2 separate regions of the Anser cygnoides genome follow, and region 1 is linked to region 2. Evidence: chromatin contacts called from public Hi-C data. All regions are on one chromosome and are shown on one strand. Each heading gives the region's core, a stretch centred on a gene start, on an enhancer-like site or on the middle of the called end of the contact. The rest is flanking DNA. Distances are from core to core; before and after follow the strand shown. Region 1 has its middle 43 kb from the start of GPR26. Region 2 has its middle 20 kb from the start of OAT.

Evidence for each region. Hi-C and Micro-C count contacts between places; a contact is called where the count stands out from the background.
Region 1: a Hi-C map of granulosa cells shows a contact between it and region 2, with 3 times the contacts expected there. The contact joins two enhancer-like sites. A contact is called at or near these places in 2 of 7 Hi-C or Micro-C datasets (granulosa cells and liver).

The regions. Positions count from the first base shown.
Region 1 is chr7:4,475,420-4,481,233 of Taihu_goose_T2T_genome, forward strand. No RefSeq gene overlaps it. Among named protein-coding and RNA genes, the nearest start is that of GPR26, 43 kb to the left of the region's middle. Within about 2 kb of position 2,227, at least 2 of the 3 cell types and tissues checked have open chromatin away from gene starts, as enhancers often do.
Region 2 is chr7:4,103,249-4,108,533 of Taihu_goose_T2T_genome, forward strand. No RefSeq gene overlaps it. Among named protein-coding and RNA genes, the nearest start is that of OAT, 20 kb to the left of the region's middle. Within about 2 kb of position 2,528, at least 2 of the 3 cell types and tissues checked have open chromatin away from gene starts, as enhancers often do.

The DNA.
Region 1 (5,814 bases), core at 977-3,476, 370 kb after region 2:
ATTCTAAGAAAGCCCTGGTTTGCATTTGTTTCGCCAGGATGGATTTTTTTTATTTTTTTTTTCATTTGGAAATTCTCAGCCCAGATATTTTCTTATAAGGATCATCAAAGAGAAAACGAACAAGTAAGGTATGACTTGACTTTCATGAGTATACGGGAGTAGGTTCTGAATATTTGCTGAAAAAAGTGAATCAGCAAGTTTGAATGATGAAGAAAATAAAAAACGGTGTTCATAAACCACTCTGGAAAGTAATGAGGTAAAATTCAAGGAATACACTATTATCACAATAATGAAGTTGCACTGTATCTGAGAGGCTGGGAAAAAGTTGATCTATTGTGTTGGTTCTGTTTATGTTCTGCAGGTTCATGGTGCAGTTGCCATCTGATACTGTACAACCAGAGTGTGTGTCTACTCCTGGTCCTATAGCCCGTGCATATGCCACCACCAGCTGCCTCTGATGCTGAATTTCCAAGTCTCTAGGCAGGTTCCCAAGGTGGCACTTAATCTGGTATCTGGGTGGCTTTAGATTTACATCCCTGCTATTTCCCAGCCGTTTGAATCTATAGGTGGTATTAATCACCTTGGCCGCTCATTTCTTAGAGATCTAAATTTTCTGGTCTTCATTTCTGGTGCATGTTGTTGGAGAGTTTCCTAATGCTAAGAAGTCCTCCTTAGTGTATTTCAGCCATCACAAGTAATCATAGGAACATTCATATGGTTATATCTCACTCCGTTATCCTCTTGTACAGAAGAAATAATCACACAGAAGCAATAAAGACCCAATCAAAAAATTGTAAGAGACTGTAACCCCAGGAACACAGCAGTTACTGCAGGGTGTATTGCTGTAAATCATCTACACAGCAGTTGTCAGGATTTTTTCTAAAATCATGGTGAAGTGAAATATAAAAGATATTGAAAACAGGTATAACTGAAATAATTTTGAAGTCCTATTTTATTTAAAATACATTTTTTAAGTATTCACAATTCAGGAACTTCTGCAAACACATTATACAGTGAGTATGTGTGACCTGTGTGAAACCTGGGATTAGAGACTTTTTTGGAAAGCTCTGTTTGAAGTTCAGCCAGGAATCATAGCAGCTTAGCACAGGGGCTTGACCGAGACACAGTATTTAAGAACCAAGGAAGAACATCGCGTATTGAATCATCAGCCAAGCATTGATGAATCTTGATCCTCATTTGCTCATGCAGCCACAAATTTATCACTGACCTTCCCTACCATGCCTGTGCTGATGCACCCTTCACATCCTCACTGAGGAAGGGTGAAATGCTCTAGGATTATAAGGATGCCCTTAATAAACCCTAGAGACAAACATTTCCAACTCCAGATCCAGGGTGCAAACTCCACATCAGCACTGGTGTTGTTGTCTTCCTTCATGGACATCTCTTCAGCATTTTTCAGGGTGGCTGACGTGCTTTCCCCATTGCTGCTTGGTTTGAAGCCAGAGCATGTTGTAAGCAAGGTGTGGGTGGTGTGGTGCCCCCGACCCCTCGGGGTGTGATATTGTTGGCACTCACCCCACACCTTCATCTTTTATTTAAGAGGATGTATTAAATAATGAGTCTTTCCCAGATCTATGCACCTAACCCTGGTAGTAGCACCTCAGTGCCTGCCCCTTTCACCCCCATACACCCTGGCAGCCAGCAGCCGGGCTGCGGAGAACCCTTTTTTTCCTTTAATCTCCTGCATGGCCTCTTGGCCTCAGGAGTGCATATAACTCATAAAAGCTGCAGCCTGTAACAACAGCGGGAAGCAGCCTTTGGGCTTTCAAAGACACTGCTGCAGCAGAAAAAAAAAAAAAAAAAAAAAAAAACTTTCTTTAGAAAAAGCAAGTTTTCCCTGAATCGTATTTATACCTTTAGGATAACCACGGGCAGACCGAGGTTTTGATGTGTCTGGAAGTTAATAATGTAGCATGCAGCAAGCTCTCCTGAGCGGGGGATTTTAAGCAGTGTCAGGACATAAAGAAAACCGTCCTGCGGCACGGAGAGAGCACACCAGCACCGCCTGCAGTGATGAAATTCCAGAGCTTGAGGGCTGCAGCCCCCCTCCTCCCTTTCTTCCAGCACCTCCGGGACCGGAGCCCTTCCTAAAGCAGCTGGAAGACGCCCCCGGAGTCGCTTCCCAGGCGGGGACGAGCGCGGCCGGATGTCCCGATGGGGTCGCGGCAGGAGGCTGCAGCCGGCGGCGAGCGGCCCCGGCCCGGCGGCGGCTCGGCGGCCCCCCCGCGCGGCGGCAGCGGGACACCGGCACCCGGCCGGCAGCGCTGATGGAAGGAGAGCCGGGGGGGTGGAAGAATGAACAAGCCTCTCTCTGGCGGAGCAGGGTGGGGGGGGTAGTAACGGTGGTCTCCACCAGATCCCAAAGGTGAAAGGTCCCCGGGAATGTCAGTTCCTTAGCCAAATGCTCATCCTGCCTCTCTTGGAAACCATCAGCCTGCTCTGAGGACTTTTGCATGTTCAGTGCTGCAGCAGAGGAACTTCGAAGCCTGGTTTCCAGAGTCTAAAAAGACTTCCTCCTTACTAACATAACTAATTAAACATTACCAATTGCTAAGTAAACATTACTGATTACTAAGTAAACATTACTGATGTATTTCACACAATTAAACTATCAAAAGCCTGAAAGCATATTTCTTCTCTTACAGACATCCGTGGGGTTTAAGACGCCCTGTGCATGCAGCCTGGTGCACCTGCTTGCACCCCTTGGAAACCATCTGATAAAAGGGATCAGTGCTCCTGAACACTTGGCAGCTGCCAGCACAGCAGCAAACTTGGTTAAATTTGTATACAGGGTGTGGGAAATTCATTTTCAGGTCTTCCACCTTTCTGACTTTGAGAGCCTGCATTTTGTCACCGGAGGGATTGTGAGGTCACACAGGAAATCCAACAGGAAGCAGGGAGCTGAACTTGGGGCTCTCAAACCTCAGTTATCATGCAGATTATCCATATTCTCTTAACTCTGAGCTTGGATGAATCTTGAAAAAAAAAAGGTGTTTCAGCAGGAAGAAAACAACCTTGGTTCCCTGCAAAGAGGAAAGAATATGCTGATATAGGAAGTTTTGCAGCGGGATTTCAGAACAGGATAAGAGACTTACATTCTGTTGCAATCAAAGTCCTTGTAATTGTACATGTTACCTTGTTACCTCCCCTCCATCCTCCTGTTGTAGCTTTCCAAACAAACACATTCAACACTTTAGGAAAAGTACTACAAATAAATACAGTTTGACTTAAAAGGGAGTTGCTGACTCATACCTGCACTAACAGGGCAGGATTTATACCTAAAGCAGCACCATGGAAAAGAGCAAAACTCCGCGCAGCAGGAGCAGGACTTGCAGCATCAACCTAAGAAAGCTTTTTCACCACAGAGATAATCTCAAATTTTATCTCAGCCACAGCATTTGTCTCATTAGAGACAGGAACATTCCCCTATCAATTTTATACTTGCATTGTATTTTATATTGTTATGGCAGTCTTTTCCAATTTTTAGCATTTGCTTTTCAGAATGTTTCATATCTTGAATAAAAAATGGAGTAATAATAGAAATCAAACTAAAAATGGCCTGCGCTTTTCTTTTCCAGATGTATCTGTTGAGCTGCATTGTAAATTTAGTGTTACTGGTCTAGTAGTTATTTTAACTGCTGCTTGGCTTCAGTCCTGTTGATATGTTGGTTATTTTTATATATGGTAGGCCATTTGTGTGACTGATTTTACAATTCATGCTGCCTGCTGAAGGACATCCCTTGAAACAGACCTCATAGCTGTATTCTCAAGATGAAAGCAATTGGACAGAAGTACCATTCTGAAAAGAGGGACCTCTATTACATTTATTTTTTTTCTGAATTGCTTGCTCAAGCCAATTGGTTGGGTTATTGGAAGAAATGAAACAGGGAAAAATTGATAGGATTCAGGTGTTGGTGCGTGGCATTAAAGCCATTTCTTATCCCTAGCAAATGGTGGCTGTTGGATCAAATTCCAGTATATGGCCAAAATATAGTACAAGGGAGGAAATGATTATGCTTATTATGCTAGCACAGGGTTAGGGGAGGTGAACACAAGTGCATCAAGAAAGCACAATCAAATTACACAGGGTTGTTACTTTAGGCAGCCAGTTGCTCAGTCTCCCTGTCCATGGATGCTGCAATAACTGTAATTTCACACATAAGTTGTATTTTAGGGGCATTTTAGGTGTCAATATGAAAAATCAGGAGCCAGGTGGGAAAATACCAAAGGCTGGCAACAGAAATAGACTTTACATTGGCAAGGGGGGTTGTTTAGCTTTTTTGTTAATGCTCTTGTGAGATAGGCTTGATTTTCAGTAACAAAACGGCCTGCTAAATTCAGTGAAATCCTTTTAAATACTTGTTACCTGTATGTTAAGGTGATATGTTAATGATTCCTCGAGACTTGTAAGCAACTGTACAACTGCTTGCCAGAAATGACTCCACTAACACGGATTTGCCCTGTCCTTAGGTGCATCTTGCTTAAATCAGTCTGTATGAATTTTGAGGGGATGATGGGACCTGGCTCTGTGATGCTTTGGACATTTCTGCCCTCCTTCATCATCTGCAAACAAAATAACCCAGACGCACTGTGGCAAGGATGAATTATGCTCTGGGTGAAAAAGCACCTCCTTTTGCTTAGTCTGAACCTGCCTCATGGTTTTATCTGATGTTCCTTAGCTCTTGCACTCAAAGAGACTGAGCAAATCACCTGTTGTTCTCTTCTCCATGCCACCTTTATCTATTAGGTGATTTTCAAAGCAGTCCATAGTGAGTCACCCAAGGAAAGATACTCTCTTTCAACAAGTGCCAAAGCACTTTACACATCTGTTGAGCCATATCTGGTCAGACCTGATGCATACTTTGGGCTGAATAAGCCCCAGCTGGCAGAGCTTGAGCTCAGTGAAGAGCTAGTGAGGTACCACTGGGAAGTTAATGGGGAGGAAGGCAGCAGCATGATGCTCCTGCTGAGGACTGATGGAGTATCGCTACCCTTCGTACAGGCAAGTTCATCAACTGAGTCATAAATCAGAGGTTGCTCTGTTATCCCAGGTGACATATGAATGCATATTTTCAATTTCTGCTCAGTTCAGTGACTGCAACTGTTTCTCTCAGATGTGGACCTAAGTAAACAAGCCCATTACAAATAAATATACAACATGTAGAAAATACAGTCATTTTCCAAATGAGAAAGGAGCCTTGTTTATAAAATCTCACCCTGAAACTGTAATCCATCTGGATACATAAAACACACCATTCGTATGCTCCACGGTAAGTGTATTGATTCTGAGAGGCGCACACTAAAAGCTGGTCCAAGCAAGATTTTTTTTTTCCTAATTTTCAAGCAGAGCTGAGTCCAAAAATACAAGAGTGGTTAAAGGGGCTATTCAGATTGAAGCTCATGCACTGGATCCACCTGTGGGTCTGACATGCTTGGAGAGGTTTCTTGTGCCCAAACCAAATGTGAAACCTGCTGATTTTCACACTTTTAGGACCAGTTTCCCATTACTAGCACAGATAAGGCACCAAACTGACAGACATATGCCTAGAGCATCATTACAGTCACTCAGACACATGGCTAATTTCCCCAGTCCATTAAATGACTGTTGCAAAGCTTTTGGGGGACACACTCTACTTTCTTTCATTAATTTCATGGCTCTTCCTGTCATCTGCTTCCATCCTCAGGCTGCCAGAGGGTCTGGGTTTGGGTTCCAAACCTGAGAAGAACATAAAACATTTTCATTAGTCAAATATAAATGAAGATGCTAAGCCAGAAGGTTGGGAGACACCAACA
Region 2 (5,285 bases), core at 1,278-3,777:
GATGCCGAAGTGGAAATCATCTACAAATTAGTGTAATGTGTACTCTGAAATGTGCAAAGAAAATATGTAAGACATTTCATAAAATATTATGAGTTTGTTTTTTGCATCCTAACTTTATAGGAAGTGAAGAGGTGAGAAAAGCAAGCTTGGAGGATGCCCTTTCGATGCCTTCCCAGTACTTCTCAAGTACTTTTCTTACCTTGTAGAGAGAGAGATATATCTTGGTAGGGAAGAAGGCGTGGCAATGGCACTTCTTTGGTGATGCTTTCTGCTGTTGTAATTGATATTTATATTTAAAATGATATTTGAAAGAGATCTGTATGTTTAACACAAATTGCCTATCCAAACGGTGGCCGTTCCTTTAGCAGGAGCTATGCAGCAGTAAAACTTTCTGGAGGTATGTGTGTATTTACAAGATGTCGCTCTAAGCGTTTGGCTCTAAAGGCTTAATCTGTCTCCATTATAGTGCCTGCACATATTCTGATGTTTCTTTGTGTCAGGTATGGTATATGAAATGCTTTCCTAAATGAGTGGGGACTCTGCACTGAGTGCTGTGCAAACACGGGGAGGTAATCTAAGCACCCAAGAGCCAAAGCAGCATTCCTTGTGTACCCAAAGCTGCCATTGACTTCACTGGAAGCTTTGTTTGCAAAAACAATGCCGAATTGTGCTATATGCCAGTGCTCTCTGCCAAAAAACATGGACGTTTCTCTTGGCATGAAATCACGGAATATGTATTCTGACAGAAAAATAAATCTTTGTTTATGGGTAAATGTAAACTAAGATTTAAAGGCGCCACGTGAAACAGTGAAAGGCAGGAGCAACACGGAGAAGTGGGGAGATTGGGAAGCATACAGTGCAAGTTTCCTTTATTTTTTTTTCTTTCCTGCTGGCAATCTGGGGAGCCATGCTTATGGCATTGTCCTTTGTCTGGGATTCTTTACAGCTGCAAAAACCTGAATTTATGCACTCAAACAGTATGTCTTGAAGTTAAAAATTACCCAAATAGATTACTTTCTTAAAAGGCCTCAAATGCCTATCAGTCTTGACCTGGCAAAGAACTGCACATCTTGAACCTGTTAGAAATTTCCATGATGAAGCAACCTCTGTTTTGTTTGCCTTTCAACAGCAGTGTTAGTGGATCAGTTAAGCAGAAGAGAGGCTGTAGTTGAATCTTTTTTTTTTTTTTTTTTGGCCGTTTCTTGTTCACTTTCTCATCTTTTCCATCTTTCTGGCAGCAGATGGAGCCAGAAGCTCAGCTTTACACTAGGAGCTCTCTGCTAGGTGTAGAATTTTGGGAGTTTGTGACTCCTGAGGGCTCGCTTTTGGTCTTTACTAATACAGAAATCAGACACAAACTTCAGTTTCATCTCTGTGTGATAACTCAAACTGTAACTTACGCAGTGCACTCGTAGCTAATTTTGGGTGGGGGGGACCATAAAATGGAATTCCTTTATCTCTCTAGTATGACAAGTACCCAGTAATCCCAGCAATTCATAGCTGTCCCTGTTTGACTGATAGGGATGTAGGGACATCTGAGAAGGGGGGGCAGAATTTTTTCCTTCCCAAAGCACTGAAGTAGAAGAAAGATGGAGGTTTGAGACAAAACTTTAAATATTTCTTTACATCAGGAAACTGCTTTCTGTGGGCCTGCCTGTGGTGCTTTGATCCAGAGCGGGAGACTTAACCAGCTGGGGTTCCTGTATTTGTGCAGTAAAAAGAGGTGGTTTTGTTTCTTTTTTTTTTCTTTTTTTTTTTTTTGGACACTCATCCCCAGGCAGGAAAACAGACAAGAAAAATGTGGTACTAGCACTATTCATCAATTAAACAGTCCTAGTGCAACCCTCATGGAAACCTCACCAAACCCCTGCGTTGACCACCGCTTGGCAGGACCTTGGTGTCTGTCCCAAGTGCTTGAGTGGTAGCTCCTCGTGAAGCTGTGTCTGTGAAGCCCTGGGAGCTGGAGGGGTTTTTTGGTCCCACCCCAACCTCCATGCAGCCAGAGAGCTCCCGGGGTCAAGGCAGAGCTGCTTAAAGCGCTCCTTTGTTTTTCTTTCAAGTGCAGGCTACTCTGCTTTTATTTTCATACTCGAGGCTGTCTGTTTTCATCCCGCAGCCTGGAGTGCCGAATGCTAACGTGGCGTGGATAAGGGGTGACCATAACGAATCCTGCTTGGTGGTTGTTCCCCTCCGATGCCGTCTGTCTGTCTGCATGGGGTTGTTTGCAGAAATCTGAGCAGAGGCTGTGCTGTCTGGAAAATCCCCGGGCTCTTATCGGCGCTAGTCCAAATAAATAAGAGTAGAAAGCAACTCCTACTCATTCCTGTACAAAATCCTATTAATTTGCTATGATTTAGGCTACGTATAAAGGCCCCCAGGAGTATTGACCCTTTGCACAATGTGCAAACCAAACAAAGGCCTGGACCTTGGACGAACTCCCAGCCCTTCCCTGGGGTCTGACACAGGGGAGACCTAATCCTCCAGCTAATACGCTCCCTTGGAAGGGATGTGCGGTGAGAGCCGGGAAAAGCTGCCCGCGTTACACAACTCGGCCTGAAGGAACAGCAGGAACAGGACGGAGGAGGGGGTAATTCACACACACCACCTGATTCACGTGGCGTAGGCTCCCCGGTGGGTCCTGCAGACGGTGGTGGGGCAGCTCGGGGGCTCCCTACCGGCCCCCAGGGTGAGGGCACAGGCTGGGGGTGAGCCCCCCGTGCTCCCCAAAGGGTACCCCGTTACGTACCGTGCCTGCTGGAAACATGCCATGGGAAAGGCTGAAAAGAAACTCAGCTCCCCCATCCGCTGTGCTTCTGTCCAGCAGGCACTGAGGCTGCCCTGCTGGGTCGGCCTGCCAGGGGTATGGTCCCTCATGGTGGCAATACAGCAGGGCCTGGTCAGTGTGTCACAGTGCTTGGCAGTCAGGGTGCTGCTGGAGGAGCTACCTGTCTCAGCATGAGGCTGTAGAAGTTGCCTCAATGTCCTGAAAGTCTGGAGACCCCTGAGGGAGACGAGGTGTAGGAGAACTTCCCTCCCCACTGTACCTGTAGTTTTGGGTGGGGGCAAGAGGATCTATTTTCCTGTGTAACTTTTCATCTTTTACCCTCAGCAACAGTCAGACATCATTAAATATGAATTACTTGGTGTTTTGGAAGCATTTTTGAATAATACGTGAACATCTCAGCTTCTCCCAGGAGGGCATGCCTTCATTTCCACCCAGCTGCTGCCTGCGCCTGGCACGGCCCCGCTGCGACTTCTCCCCCAGCATCTAAGCGCTGCCCTCGTGTCAGTGATCCTGCGGAGGTGGTGCTGGTACGTACGCAGGGCTGCCAGCCTGCAGCGCACACGGCAGCATGCTATCCGCGGAAAAGGACAAGGAAAACCACGCTGGAAAGCCACAAGGAAAATGGCAGCACGCGGGGAGCTGGCTTTGTCTCCCTGGGGGGGCCTGAGCCACGTCCCGGGGACGCTCTGTGTTGTCTGGCCTGCACGAAATGGCAGCGGCTGGGGCACGAGCATGGAGCCGCGGCCTTGCTGATAGCCGCCTTGATCTGGCGCTCGCGGCTCCGCAGGGACAGATCCTGCACGGCAAGGTTAAAGGCAGCGTGAGGAATGTGCGAGGAAGGGACTGACGTCTGCGTGCGGCTCCGAGCAAATGAGCTCCCGTTTTAGCCCCGGCTCTGAAGTTAACCTTTGAGAGCACAAAAATGAAAACAAGATGAAAGCCGTATCGGGCAGGCATTCCTGGGCAGCCGCCGCCTTTGTAACGGGCTGTCTGCATCTTACAGGGGATGTCTGCACCCTCACACGCAGCAGGAGGGTGCAGGGCGGCCTCTGCAAGCAGAACTGCCTCTTGCTATGGGAGCTTACACAAAAACATCATTTTGAAATATCCCTGCTCTTCGTGGCCCTGCAGAGATGAACCGGGATCTCTAGCGGGGTTTTCAGCTCTGGCACCCAGCTCTGACACCCTACCTGGGTCGGCAGGTGGGAGCTGCAGGATGCACAGCTCCTGATTATGTTTCATCCCTGGGAGGGGATGTGGGTGCTTTTATCCCGGTGGGTGTCTCCGGTCTGCGTGGAGGCAGCCAGCCGTCAGACTTTTCCAGCCGCTGGGTGTTCCTGACCACCCTCCACACAGATGCTCGCCTGGGCACCACATGGGGGGCCAGGGAGCGTGGGATGCTCTGAGCCCCAGCCGTGCCCCCACCGCGGCCCCGAGCCGGTTGGGGGCTGCTTTTTCCAAGCTGAAAGTCACCGCTTTGCGACTCACATGACAGGAGTCTGAGCAGGAACATTTTGGTTTAATCTAGTCCTCTGCCCGCGCTATTCTGCAGGCCAGTGGGTGGCCACACGCTAAGCCAATATCAAGCAAATTAAAACCAAAAAGAAGGGCTGGGAACCACGGTGGTGTCTGGGACCTGCTTCCTCATGCTGAGCAGCTTTCCTCTCCTGCTGGAGCCTGGGCCAAACGTGCCCGCGTAGCTGTGCCAGCCTTTCCTCGTGGGGCTCGCAGCAGGGCTGGCGTTTTGGAGCTGTGGAGGATGTGCTTTCGCAGCTGAACGAAAACGTGGAAATGATCAACGGCTATCTGAAGAACAAAAATAGCAATGAGGATGTGAAAAGGGTGGAGCGATGAACCGAAACGCGGAGCTGGCAGTGGGAGAAGGCCACGGGGCCCCTTCCAGCCCTGCGTGCTGGGGAGCCTCAAAACGTTGTCCTTCTCTGTCCGGGGGGGCGTCAGCTCCCATTTCATCCCTCTGCCCCCTCCTTTCCTTGGTCTTATCACCCAGGATTTGGAGAACCCTTTCTTCTCCTCTCAAAGACTTAGCATATCCCCTCACTCTTCACTTTAGGGCTAAACGATCCAGACGTCGGGTTGTGTCCACCAGATCTGTGTCTTGGGGCTCTCTGCATTGCCCTGTCCTGTTGTAGTGTGCCCGCAGCTGGTCGCAGCCTTCAAACAAAGCTTCTCCAGGGCTTGCACGCAGCAGCAGCGCACCTTGAGAAAGCTGTTCTTATTTAGACATCTCAGCAGGATGTTTGCTTTCTTTTTCTTCTTATTTTTTTAACAGCAGCCTGACTCACAGCTCCCTTGTATCCTGTTCTACGCACCCGTTGCTGTTTTTCCATTGTGCGTTAAGGTTATTCCTGCCTGAGTATCGTAGCTGGCACTCGTCCCTCTTTGCTCCCTCTTTCTCCAGTTTCTCAGGATTTTGGTGGATATTGTGGTTGGGAGCCTCCCTGCTGCCCTCCCTCTTTGTGCCATCTCCTGCTCCAAGACC